Linked DNA regions of Mus musculus: region 1 is linked to region 2. Evidence: chromatin contacts called from public Hi-C data. All regions are on one chromosome and are shown on one strand. Each heading gives the region's core, a stretch centred on a gene start, on an enhancer-like site or on the middle of the called end of the contact. The rest is flanking DNA. Distances are from core to core; before and after follow the strand shown.

Region 1 (6,270 bases), core at 1,548-4,047, 87 kb before region 2:
GTGAATGAGAAACCCAGGCAAAAGCCTTAAAAAGCTTCATCTGGGGTTACAGATAAAGCCTCTCCCCCCGACCCCTGCTCCCCATCAGATCTCTAAAGGAAAGTGCTTTGAAACCCTGAGAGTCCATGGCAGAGACCCTGTATTTTAAAAGTTGCTTGCTTTTCTTGTTGAGAAAATAGGCCACTAGGAGTCCACATTTTTGTAGGTCACTCTAGATAACAGATCAAAGTTTAATGGCCACAACTGGTTCCCCGCTCTGACCATAATTAAGTCTTTTAAATAGGGGACGTTAACCCTGAACCAGTTACTGGAAACTACTGTAGCATGTGCTGCCTTGGCAGCTGTAATCATCCGCAGCCAAAATGAGAGGCTGGAAACTCGGCCTAATAACAGCTCCGTCTCAGCCGAAATGACGGAGTGGGCACATCAGTGAGCCCTCTGAGAGCCCGTCGTCACACTGCCTAGTAATTTCACTGGCTTCATGTCAGCACCTATGGCCATTACGCGGCTCACAACCAATCCACAGAAGATGTCTGCATGGGAAAGAATTCTAGGCTAAGAAGGCATTCACTCTATATCAGGTGGGAGTAAACTGACAGAGACCCTCAGAAAGAGAGCTTTCTCCCACTCGGCTTTCCTACTGCAATTGTAAATGTGCTTTGGAGTGTCTAGTTTTTAAGTAGTTTATGTCCCTAAGGTTGTCTTCACTGGATGGCTTGTATGTGACCCGTCTTATTCTGGCTTTTTATTTGAAAATATCAAAGTAGAGTCTAACTTAGTGCCCAGTCGAGGTGTGGCAGTGGACAGAAGACAGTTTAAACACTGTTTTGGACCCTACAATAATGTAAGGACAGAACCTGAAGGTAACCAGGTTGACACCTTAATAATAAGTTTGACTATTTTGGTTCTATTAATAAATTTGTTTTTATAATTGATATGTATTTTATGTATTTACCATCTAGAGACTGCCATACCCGGCGATCCATCCCATAATCAGCTTCCAAACGCTGATACCATTGCATACACCAGCAAGATTTTGCTGAAAGGACCCTGATATAGCTCTCTCTTGTGAGACTATGCTGGGGCCTAGCAAACACAGAAGTGGATGCTCACAGTCAGCTATTGGATGGGTCACACGGCCCCCAATGGAGGAGCTAAAGAAAGTACCCAAGGAGCTAAAGGGATCTGCAACCCTATAGGTGGAACAAAATTATGAACTAACCAGTACCCCGGAGCTCTTGACTCTAGCTGCATATGTATCAAAAGATGGCCTAGTCAGCTATCACTGGAAAGAGAGGCCCATTGGACACGCAAACTTTATATGCCCCAGTACAGGGGAACGCCAGGGCCAAAAAGTGGGAGTGGGTGGGTAGGGCAGTGGGGAGGGGGGAGGGTATGGGGGACTTTTGGGATAGCATTGGAAATGTAAATGAGAAAAATACCTAATTAAAAAATATATAAAAGAAAGATAGAAAACTAGAAAAAAATTAAAATTATTTAAAATTTTTATTTTTTAAAGATTTTTTAAAAAAGATTTATTTATTTATTATGTATAAGAGTACACTGTAGTTGTGAGCCTTTACGTGGTTCTTGGGAATTGAATTTAGGACCTCTGCTAGCTCTAGTCAGCCTTGCTCACTCTGGCCCAAAGATTTATTAATTATTATAAGTAAGTACACTGTAGCTGTCTTCAGACACACCAGAAAAGGGCATCATATCCCATTACAGGTGGTTGTGAGCCACCATGTGATTGCTGGGATTTGAACTCAGGACCTTTGGAAAAGCAGTCCTCTTACCCACTGAACCATCTCGCCAACCCATTGGTATTATTATTATTACTATTATTATTATTTTATGTGCATGAATACTTTGCCTGCATGTATGTCTGTGCACCATGAGCTTCCATGATTCCTCAGAAATCAAAAGAGGGTGTCTGACCTTCACTGGACCTGTGCTTATAGGCAGGTGTGAGTTTCCACACGAGTACCAGGAACAGAACCATACCTCTAACCACAGAACTAGCATACCTTTATTCTTTCCCATTTCATTATTTTACAAAAACAATAATGAGTAACAAACTATAAAATGGTATGCATGCACACACACGCACACACACACACACACACACACACACACACACACACACACGTGAAGCAGTTAAAGAAATCTTGGTCTAGATAATCATGCTGCAAAGACACAAAAGGATACTACAGCTCTACAGAGCTCACTGGGACAATTTCTACAAGGTGCTTGAAGGAGCTTAGCCAGTGGCTCCTCCATCCTCTCTCTTCTTTGAGATCATGTTTAAAATGTTAGAACCTGGTTAACATGGCACTAGAGACAAACCACAATGAAGAACAGGCAGTTATTTACATGAAATGTAGCTATGGTGCCTCCTTATGTTTAAATCCATCTTATCCTGCACTCTCTTTAGCTTGGAGATACAAAGGAAACTGGAAACGTCTTTCCTAATTGTCTTGCTTGTATTTCAAGCTCCTACACAGTGGACTTCTATAGTGTTTTTGTGTTCAGCCTCTTCTGTTAGCACTTTGTACCCTGGTCTTTGAATAGAGTGCCTATAGTTTCCCCTTTTCTTGATGGTGGTGGTGGTCTTTTATTTTGGAGAGAGCATCTCCTCCATTTCACAGAAGCCACCACCTGGTACTGTGTTAGGATGCCAGTGACACCAGAATGACCTACATTGATATATTGATTTACAGTGTAGAAGCACACTCCCTTCCACTCAGCTAGTCCTTCCTCCTGTTTTTTCCGAGGGCGTTAAGAGTAGGTGCCAAGTTCTATTTTACAAGCTAGTTGTTTACAAGCTGAATCACACAGGATCCCTTCCTGCAAGGAGCTGCCTCCTTGGCTAGCTGAAACGACAAGTATCAACAAACAGGTCCATGTACATTTCTGGCTAAAAGACCAATACATGATCAGGAGAGAAGGACCCACATATTCAGTACAGAAGGATCACAGGCAAAGGCAGAGGTGGTCCATTCCAGGAACGGATTGTAGCCCTTGGCAGGAGAGAAGATCTTTTTAAAGAGAGACACTTGTGCTACCCTACTGAAAAACAATGGACTCCAAAGGAAAACATTTGTACTGCAATTCCACACTGGGCATGGGGGAGAGGAGAAAGGCTTTGATATTAGCCAGAAGAGGAACTTGTCTCCCAAGAGGGCATCACCCAAAAGCTGGATCAATGACGGGCAGAGACAAACCTTGATCAGGATCATACACACACACACACACACACACACACACACACACACACACACACATGTATGTATGTATGTATGTATGTATGTATGTATGTGGATATATGTGAAGATACATATTTATGAGGATATATAGTGATGTATATTATATATATATATAAGCCATACCTCTAAAACTCCCTGCTGCAAAGCAACTTCCATCAGGCAGCAGTACAGAGGAGCCCTAACTTTTTCTTTTTTGTAACTTTTCCCTTTCCTTTCCCCCATTTCTTTTTCTTTTGGATGCTTGCCCGAAGTCTAAGCATGCTCTCCCAGACACTCTGGCCTTTCCCACCTGCCCTCTGAAGCTCCCACTGCTGCCCTCTCTCTGACACACACACATCTGGCTTCTGCCAGGCCCCTGCCTGTTGACTTCCATTGCACAGATTGCTGGCCTAACTCAAATGGCATGCCTCTCTTCCTCTTCTCTGTCTCCATTTCCCTGGCAGCTGTTGAGATTTACAGCTTGCCTGTTCTGTTTTTCTCCCAACCGCTAATAATATTGTCCTAGAGCTTCCTTCCAAGTCTATTTCTAAGTTCTTTTATTAACAAAACTATCCAGACTACAATCCAAAAGAGGCCACTCCTAATTCCCTAGCAACAGTAGTAGCAACCAGAGGATGCAATGAGATAAATACTCTAGCATTAGTACCAAAAAGGCAACCATAGGGAGTTTGGTTAGACCAGAGTAGCTACATATGGGAGCACGCTACCTGAACCTGAAAGCAGTGGAGGGAGGGACATTTAACAAGTGAGGAGGGGGAGGGGAGGGAGGGCGTCCGAGAGAGGTGTGCTTGGATCACCTGGTCTAGTAATTGCAGGCCTCCAGAGGAGGAAGCCTGGGATCCCCTCCCTTTTTCCACATTTTGTCACTGAGGAGGAATGAGCAGTTCTTCAGCTCCCTACAGGGCACTTTACTGTCCACTGGGCTAGCAGGTGGGTTGAAAGGCACTGAGTACACAGGACCCTTGGCTTCCTCTTTTGTTGGGTCATATCAGGGAGGCAGCTGAGCTATGGGCCTAGGCACCCACCATCTTCTATCTTCCCTTTTAGTTTTTTTCCAGGTATTGGACCTGCAGAGGCCAAAGTAGGTAGTTTTAGACTTTTTTGACAGGCTGGACACGTCTCCAAACCAAGACGACCTTTCTCTAACATCTCTGAAGATTTGTGGTGAGAGGAACAATGCCTATTTTGACCTGTCACATGCAGATAGTAGGGTTTTGCATAGCTCCGGCTTGTAGTCTGTCCCTATCAGGGGCCAAGCTCTGAGTAGGGCTTCTGTTTTGTAGTCACTGTCCTCTGTATAGCATGCCGGGGAATGGCTATGCCTGCTAAGACTGGCTTAGAATCCCAGGCCTCTGACTGAATCCCTACTTGGTCACCTTAGCATTCTGTCCCTAAGGGGATGGACCAGAAGGCAGCATTAGCCTGAGGATAAAGATAACACACAAACATTGGACCTGTTAAGATTGTGGTGACTTAGGGACATCTCTGAGGAATCACCAGGAAGGAGTGACCCATGAATAGTTGGCCAAGGGAGTTCTGGCCCATCTATGAAGAGTTGAGGTCCATCTTAATTACACTCTATTGACAGAAAGCAGGAGCCAATGCTTATCCTGTGTTTCAGATTCAATGAGCACAGCAAGTGCCTGTTCATGAGAAGGTGGGATCCCAGGGCCAGCACACCTTAACCTCAGTAGACCAGCAGCCTACACTGGCAGGAAAGAACAACTCAGGAGTCTTCTTACCTGGAGGAGCATCTAACATCTCCGGCAAATAGAGGCTTAGCAAGGAGTGTTGGGGATGCAAGACTTTGGGTAGTGGCGAATACAGTGTCTACCCCATGGAGATCAGGCCCTGGGCAAAGGTGAGGAAGAGGCGATTGCGTGGACTGTAAGGGTCTGAAAGTCCAGAGCCAGCCATGATACTTCTTACTTTCCCCTGAAACAATCTTAGGAACGTTGGGTAGGGATGGATGTCTAACCCTAACACTAGAAGGGCTTATTGATCGATTTGGAAGAAGGGTAGTAGATTGGGGGAAGATCGAAAGGTTTTGCTAGATAAGAAGGGGTGTATGAGCAGGAGGGTGTGTGGAGAGATGGATGTGTCCACCCATCATCATCTGTCACCTTTGCATCCACAGCTGGGCTCTTGACACAGGAGGAAGCAGGAAAAAGAAGCTTGAAACTTTAAGATGCCATCCAATAACTTTATTATAATGCATTCAGTAAAGGCTTAGAGGTACGTGCTATGCTTTATGTCTTGTGTACAGGGTTAGGAAAATGTTCAGAAATGACAATACTATCCCTATCTCTGTAGGTTCTACACACACACACACACACACACACACACACACACACACACAGAGACAGAGAGAGAGACAGAGACTTAAAATGTAAGTCACAGCATGGTAATTTGAGTGGGGTAAGAATTATTTACAAAGAGCTTTGAGCCATTTTCAAAGTATATAAACTTTTAATCTTTCCTTCAAATACACCACTGAAATCTTATAGTGAAAAATCCCTGTGGTGGTTGGAAAGCTCTAATATTCAGGCTGATGTCTGTCTCTCTTTGCTCAACGCTTCTGTGGGAGGAGGACACTGTTAAAATACTGGGAGCTGAGACCCTGTACAGCTGCCCTATCAGGCCCCAAACAAAAGCTGGAACGATGGAGACAATGCTACTTCAGGCCTATGGCATACGCCAACAGGGTGGCTTGAAGCACTGTGGACAGTGGAACACCACAAAGATCTTTCTGTAAGTGTCTCTGAAGGGGGGGGGGGGAGGGGAGAAGAAAGGGAAGAGAGAGAAAGAGAAGCAGAAGAAAGTGGTAGAAAAAAAAAAACAGCAGGAAAACAGAAAGACAAAGATGGGTGATGGAAAGAGGAGAAAGGGGAAAGAGGGGAGAGTTGGGGCAGGGTGTCACACTGAACATTAGAATTAGAGGCAGCTCCTCCTCCTGCTGACAGGAACTCGGGTCTCATTTCAGGCTTCCCAATCTATCGCACAG
Region 2 (6,088 bases), core at 1,273-3,772:
GACAAGGGAGGACCCATTGATAAGAAACACAACACTCCTCTGAACAACAGTTTTCTCTTTCTCCCCCTGAAATGGATGGCCTCCAAGGTTGCCATTTCCATTATCCCCTCATCTTCTTGTCAGGATTCGAGCTTTATCTTACCATTTATTTCAAGGCATCCCACCTCAGCTTTTTCCCCCTATGTAAATAAACATGTTTGCACCTGGATCTCAAAAGAGTTTCAGAAGTAAAACTAGAATAACACATCAACATTTGCAGAGTGTTAAAGTGCTATATAAGAAGAAAGGGCTTCTCTTAGCCCTAGGACTTATCTCCTGAGTCATTTTTACATAGGTTTACTCATTTCTACATCACTGTATGTCATAGCTAATAAGTATATCTCTCGGCCCCAATGGGAATATCTAGAACCTAATACTACATGCTTATGACACATTATGCCATATTAATGTCACACTTTAAAAGCCTGCAAATGCCAGCATCTCAATCGCCCATGGAACAATGAGAAAGTAATAATAATGGTACAATCCACCCTCTTTCATGGACCTGCAATATTTCAGGTATGCCATGATTAAAGAGTCCTAATTTGTTCAAGGACATGCTACACATAGCTTTACTATACTCCAAAATGGTTTGCAAGTGACTTTTTGGAAAATAACCGTGGCTCACGCGGCAGATCAGCTGCACCTCCTAGGTGGTATGCAAGCACAGGGTTTCAGTGACTGCCTCCCAGTTTCCCTGCAAATCTTCAAGATGACTATGCAACTGTTTTCCAAATGTTTGCATTTTTCAAAATTTATTATCTGTTTATTCACTCATGTACTTATGTGTGGGTGCAGGCATACACGTGCTACAGCTCACATTTAGGAGTCAAAGACAACTCTTGGGAGTTGGTTCTCTCCTGCCACCTGGCGGGACCTGGGAATTGAACTCGGGCCTTCTCGGTCTGCAGCACCTCTTCCGGCTGAACCATTCCACCCTGAAGTTTATTCATCTATACTCTAAGACTTGCTCTACAAAAAGCACCCAGTCCGCTGAGGTCTCTACTCAAGGAATTCACATATCACGAGGAGGGTGTCCTTTCTACAGATGGGGGAAAGGGTTTCCCTTTCCTCTGTGACCCCAATAAGCAAGGAAGCTGTTCCCCAGGGAGGGGCTCCTTGAAGGATCTTGCAGCACAGTTCATTTTAGCAATGTTAAGCCTGGCAGATCAAGAGGGCTTCTATTCTCCTCAGGCAAATATTTCAACAAATAACCTTTCCTATACAGACAAAATATTTTTAAGTTAATAAAAAGTATTTTGTTTAGAAATAGACTTTGGAAAAATCCGTAGGCTTCAGAAAGGAACTAACATGACGGCATGTGCCCTAGATTTTTATTGCAAATCCCCACATTGATTAAGAGAGAACCGTGTTAGAATTATAAAGGTTGGAATTTTAAACATTGACTATGGATGTGAGGGTCCTAAGCAAAGCCAGGGACCCTATCATGAACAACACTACTGTTTTTGTTTAACAAAGACAAGTACACCTTTGCAGGGGTGCATGTTTTCAGACCAGGTTCTCCACCAGGCTCTTCAAAAGGGTTCTGTTAGCAAGGGAGGGAAGAAAACCTTTCTAGATGAGAGGCAAAAATAGAGCCATGGAAGTTCACTTGAAGCAAAAATTGAGTCCTAGAAGATACAAATGGTGAAAAGGCAGCATGTTATCTAATTAAGAGTGGCTCTGAGAACACACGGCTCCAAACAGAGCCATATTTGATGGTTACCGGGACCCTAAAAGATTGCTGGCTCAGAAACACTGGATGCAGTTGCTGGAGCCTTATATTTGCTCTGCTGTATGAAGGATGAAGAACGAGAAATCTGGGCTAATCACACTGTGGATGGGCATCATTTTAGAAAGTCCCTGCACTGAAAACTAGATTATCATTTTCTTATGAATACAAATGAACATTAATAAAAAAGATATACCCCCAATTTTTAAAAAAAATTGTTTTACAGAAGCCCTAAAATTCAGACGAATGTTGGTATGAAAGCCATTCATAATCAGCAACTTTACATCCAAGTTTTACAGCTATTTTACCTCTGATGGTCTTGGGCCAGCTGGTATTTAAAAATACATTTTATGTGTTAGGAACAGTTACATAGAAGACCCTGGGCTGTGTGCTCTGCCAAGGGCCTCACTCTGTCATCCAGTGGTCTGAGCCCATTAGGACAGGAAGGGAAGGGCCACTCAGAGGCATTTCAAGAAAGATTTATAGGCTCTTAAGGGACAGGCGATGACAACACATGATTAAAATTGCTAAGTGAATCCTTCAGAGGTGAAGTGATCTAGCACCTTAGAGATAAAATCAGGCCAGAGCAACTAAAACTTGAAGGAAACTGACCAAGTCTGAAAGGCAGGATAAAGTCTAATCCTGCTGCTGGTCTACTGCTCCTACTGAAGCTTGCCAAGGCCACGTCCTCCCCACAGCAGGCCCCAGCACGTGCTCCCTCTCCCCTGCTGCAGCTTGGAAAGGCAAGTTCATTATCAGGCTCTTGGGAATGTGGGTGGCCAATCATCGGTCTGAGGCGTCCCTATGAGTTAGAGAGGCAGATTCAGGTCCAGCTGTATCCAGACCGGCCTGTGTTCCTGGCACAATAGTACAACTCCCCACCCCCAGCCTCCCCACACACGGAGGAAGCACCAGTGGTGCAAAGGAGGAGATTATGATAAGAAAGCATGACTCCAAGCTGGTCTGGACGATACAGTACAACCCTGTCTCAAAAATAAAAGAACATGTTGGACAAGTAACAAGAGCTTGTTGTGAATTTCAGACCAGATTTGAATCTTCTGCACTGCACTTAGGATATAGCAGGGGTGGAAGACAGAAGGGCCGAGGGATGTGTGAGTTCCAGACACCAGAGAGAAGTGGAAACCGTGTCTACCATGGATGTGTGTAGCATTGTGGTCTGCCTATGATGTGCCACTTCAGAGCAGAGACAAGGATGCTGCACTTGGAGTTGGACTTGGTATTTATTTCCCATTCAAACTGAAGATGAAGGACGCTGGGGGTGTTTGTTAGTGGTAGAGCACTTGTTTAGAGTATATTATTCCTGAATTCTATCCCTAGTACACAACACACACACACACACACACACACACGTTCTCTCTTCCTCTCTCTCTTTCTCACATATATACACACACACACATATATACACATTCACTCACACTCTCAGGCACACACACACTCACACACACACTCTTCATGTCTACAATCACATACACTTACACACACACAGTCATACACACATACACACATTCACACACTCACACACAGTCACTCTTCTTTTGATTTTATACTGTTTACAAAAATTTCCTCTACCCTGTAATCATTCAATAATGGGTGTAATTGTGCAAGTCCAAAAGGCTCAGATCAGATAACACAAACAGCATGTAGCTTGCAGTAAATGGTTAAATGCTCATTTTATCTTTTATGAAGGCAGTGGAAATGGGAACTGGAGGAGGAGGAGGAAGAAGAGGAGGAGGAGGAGGAGGAGGAGGAGGAGGAGGAGGAGGAGGAGGAGGAGGTAAATCTAGTAAGATCTGGTGCAAATGCTGGTCCTGAGGGCATGGAGAATGAAGGCTCCCATTTGCCTTGAATAATGAGGCTATGCAAAATATCTTCACTTCCTCCAACAGGGAAGTGGGGGAGTGAGGCGGTTGGAAGAAGACATGATCCCAGAAGGTTCTGGGAGATCTCCAGTGAAAAATACCCAGAAAAAGGGATTAGAAATGAACCCCGGGGATTAGGGAGAAAGGGGGAAACTCGATGAAACTCGATGAAACACGATGTGGTGAAGGTTTGGCTAAGAAGTGGTAGCTCTGATATTCCATCCCTGAGAACTTGGGATATGATGACTAAACTCCACTCCCCTCTGAATGACTATGCCTCCTAAATCAAAGGCATACGTATGAAGTTACAACACTGGATGAAAACAGATCCCGAATTTTGAAGAAACAAAGAATATTAAAAGAATATAGTTGACTTAATTCGGGGCTTGAGATCAATTGCAATCCTGTGTTTTTTGAACTTCGACCACAATGACAGCTGGGCTGTCTAGTTTTAACTCTACAAAGGCCTTATCAACCACTTAACTTTCCTACAGCATAGAGTTTTCCGTATCACGCATTGCCCAGGAAACTCGTGATGGTGATAGGAATAAGTCACAGATTACTAAAAGCTCATGCCCGCCCTGTGGACACTGGACGTGGGGGGTAGAGGGGAGGGTGGGGATGGGGCGTGGGGGCGTGGCTAGGTTCAGGAATGATAAGAGAAAGGGGCATAGCAGAGGAGCCAAAACCATGGGACTTGATTCCCAAAAGCAACGTCTAGTGATCTTGTTTTATTGCTTTCTAAAGTATCTGAATCTGGCCAATGGCTTCCACAACGTTTTTTTCAAATATAACAGCTAATTGGTGGAGGCCTGGATTTGTTTGTTATCCGACTCTCCAGCTGTGGAGAGCCACTCTGGTTCCAGTGGATGCATCTGGTTCTTTTGACATGAGGGTGATAACTTCTCCATGCCTATTAGCGTGGCTACTCATCAAGGCCCTAAGCAGGTCTATGCAAGGTCACATTGGTTACCGGTGTCAAAAAAAAGGAAATCTCCTTATGGTTCGCCACCACTCCATGCAGAACTGCCCATGACACTCTCTCAGGCTTTCTAAGCCTTGTATCTGGGTAAAACAAATAAGTAGCACACTAAGTTTCACTCAGAACGTAGCTTCGTAGTGCATTAAGACAAAAGAAGTGAAAAGAAGAAAATTCAGTTTACTAATACAAGGAGAGCCATAAATGGCTCTTTCTGACTTGAGAGATAAGACAGAGAAGGACCTTAGTGTCAGGAATGAGAATAAAGCAATTCTGATTTAGTCGATAGCTCCAGGCCAGACCAACAGAACGCTGCTTCATTTCCAAGGATATAAGTACATTCATGAGTAAGCAACTCAGGCATGAGGAGTGGTCAGGTCCCTGTCTTACACCACTGATGTTAAAGTTTAATTTAGCCTCCTCTTCTGATTGACTTCTAATTTCCTTTATCACACACTGCTTCCTGGACAGGTCATGCAAGTGCTCCCTTTCCAGATTCACTCTCTAACTTCGCCATGGATGGAAAACATCATTCTTGTCTTGGGATCTTTCTCATATTTAACTCAGTGTTTAGTATAAAGAAGGAATTTATGATTGTAAAATCAGGTCACTTACAACACGGGATCCATAACAACTCAGGCCAAGTAATTTTACGCCATCTCTACCTATGAGCTGAAGAAGAAATCATTTGGGCTCTGTAAAATGGCATCAGATTTGGAGGAACTTCAGTTGCAAGAGGACACTCTCATAGACTCTGAGATGGCTGAATGCCACCCTTCACAGCTGCGGAAGCTAGTGGTTTAGCTAAATGTTTCCAGATGCCCCCCACATTTTACATGTGTTGCATGAAGTCAGTCTTAGGCAAAAAGGTAACCCTCCATCATTGGTTGTCCAGTAGAGAGTAAATGGAGCTAGCTGCTGGGTAGAGCACTGCCAGCCAAATATCCATTCCCTACAGTGACCTTGCTTTGATTCAGCTCAATTTCTTTCCGGAGCACATTTCTGGGTCTGTTTGGAGCCTGACCTTGACTTGTAACAAGCAAACCAGTTCCTCAGAGCAGCATAGAAATGGGTTAAAAAGGAGGAGCTGCGGGGGAGAAGTGCCTGGACCGAGGAACTGTGAGCTGCTGTACCTATATAACACCTCTTTGTTTAGCACAAGCAGTTCAAAGCAGCATGGTAGAGAGGGTAGAAAAGGGGATTGACTTTAACATACACTTCACTTACTTGACCACGAAACTATAAATTTCCTGCCCTTTCCTCCATCCTGACTTCCCCCAAAATCTATCACCAGAATTGCTGATTCTCAAAGCCAGGGAGAGGGGGAGGTGTTAGCATTCCTTCCCCCAAGGATATCCCCCTCATGAGAAGACAAGTGTTTTGTTTTTGGTGTTACTGGGATTCGAACCCAGGGCCTTGTACATGCCAGCCATGTGGTCTACCACTAAGCCACACCAT

What was found. Hi-C and Micro-C count contacts between places; a contact is called where the count stands out from the background.
Region 1: a Hi-C map of uterus shows a contact between it and region 2. The contact joins two enhancer-like sites. A contact is called at or near these places in 3 of 484 Hi-C or Micro-C datasets (Sertoli cells, nephron progenitors and uterus), 1 of 115 datasets of contacts at active chromatin or transcription factors (neural progenitor cells) and 2 of 9 other capture datasets (adipose tissue and liver).

What each region holds. Positions count from the first base shown.
Region 1 is chr10:3,894,773-3,901,042 of GRCm38.p6, reverse strand. The region is part of intron 3 of Plekhg1 (pleckstrin homology domain containing, family G (with RhoGef domain) member 1); the gene reads right to left. Among named protein-coding and RNA genes, the nearest start is that of Mthfd1l, 75 kb to the left of the region's middle. Within about 2 kb of position 2,797, at least 12 of the 459 cell types and tissues checked have an H3K27ac peak or open chromatin away from gene starts, as enhancers often do. A contact at or near this core is called in uterus, where this site is marked.
Region 2 is chr10:3,807,500-3,813,587 of GRCm38.p6, reverse strand. The region is part of intron 2 of Plekhg1 (pleckstrin homology domain containing, family G (with RhoGef domain) member 1); the gene reads right to left. Among named protein-coding and RNA genes, the nearest start is that of Gm30164, 51 kb to the right of the region's middle. Within about 2 kb of position 2,522, at least 19 of the 459 cell types and tissues checked have an H3K27ac peak or open chromatin away from gene starts, as enhancers often do. A contact at or near this core is called in uterus, where this site is marked.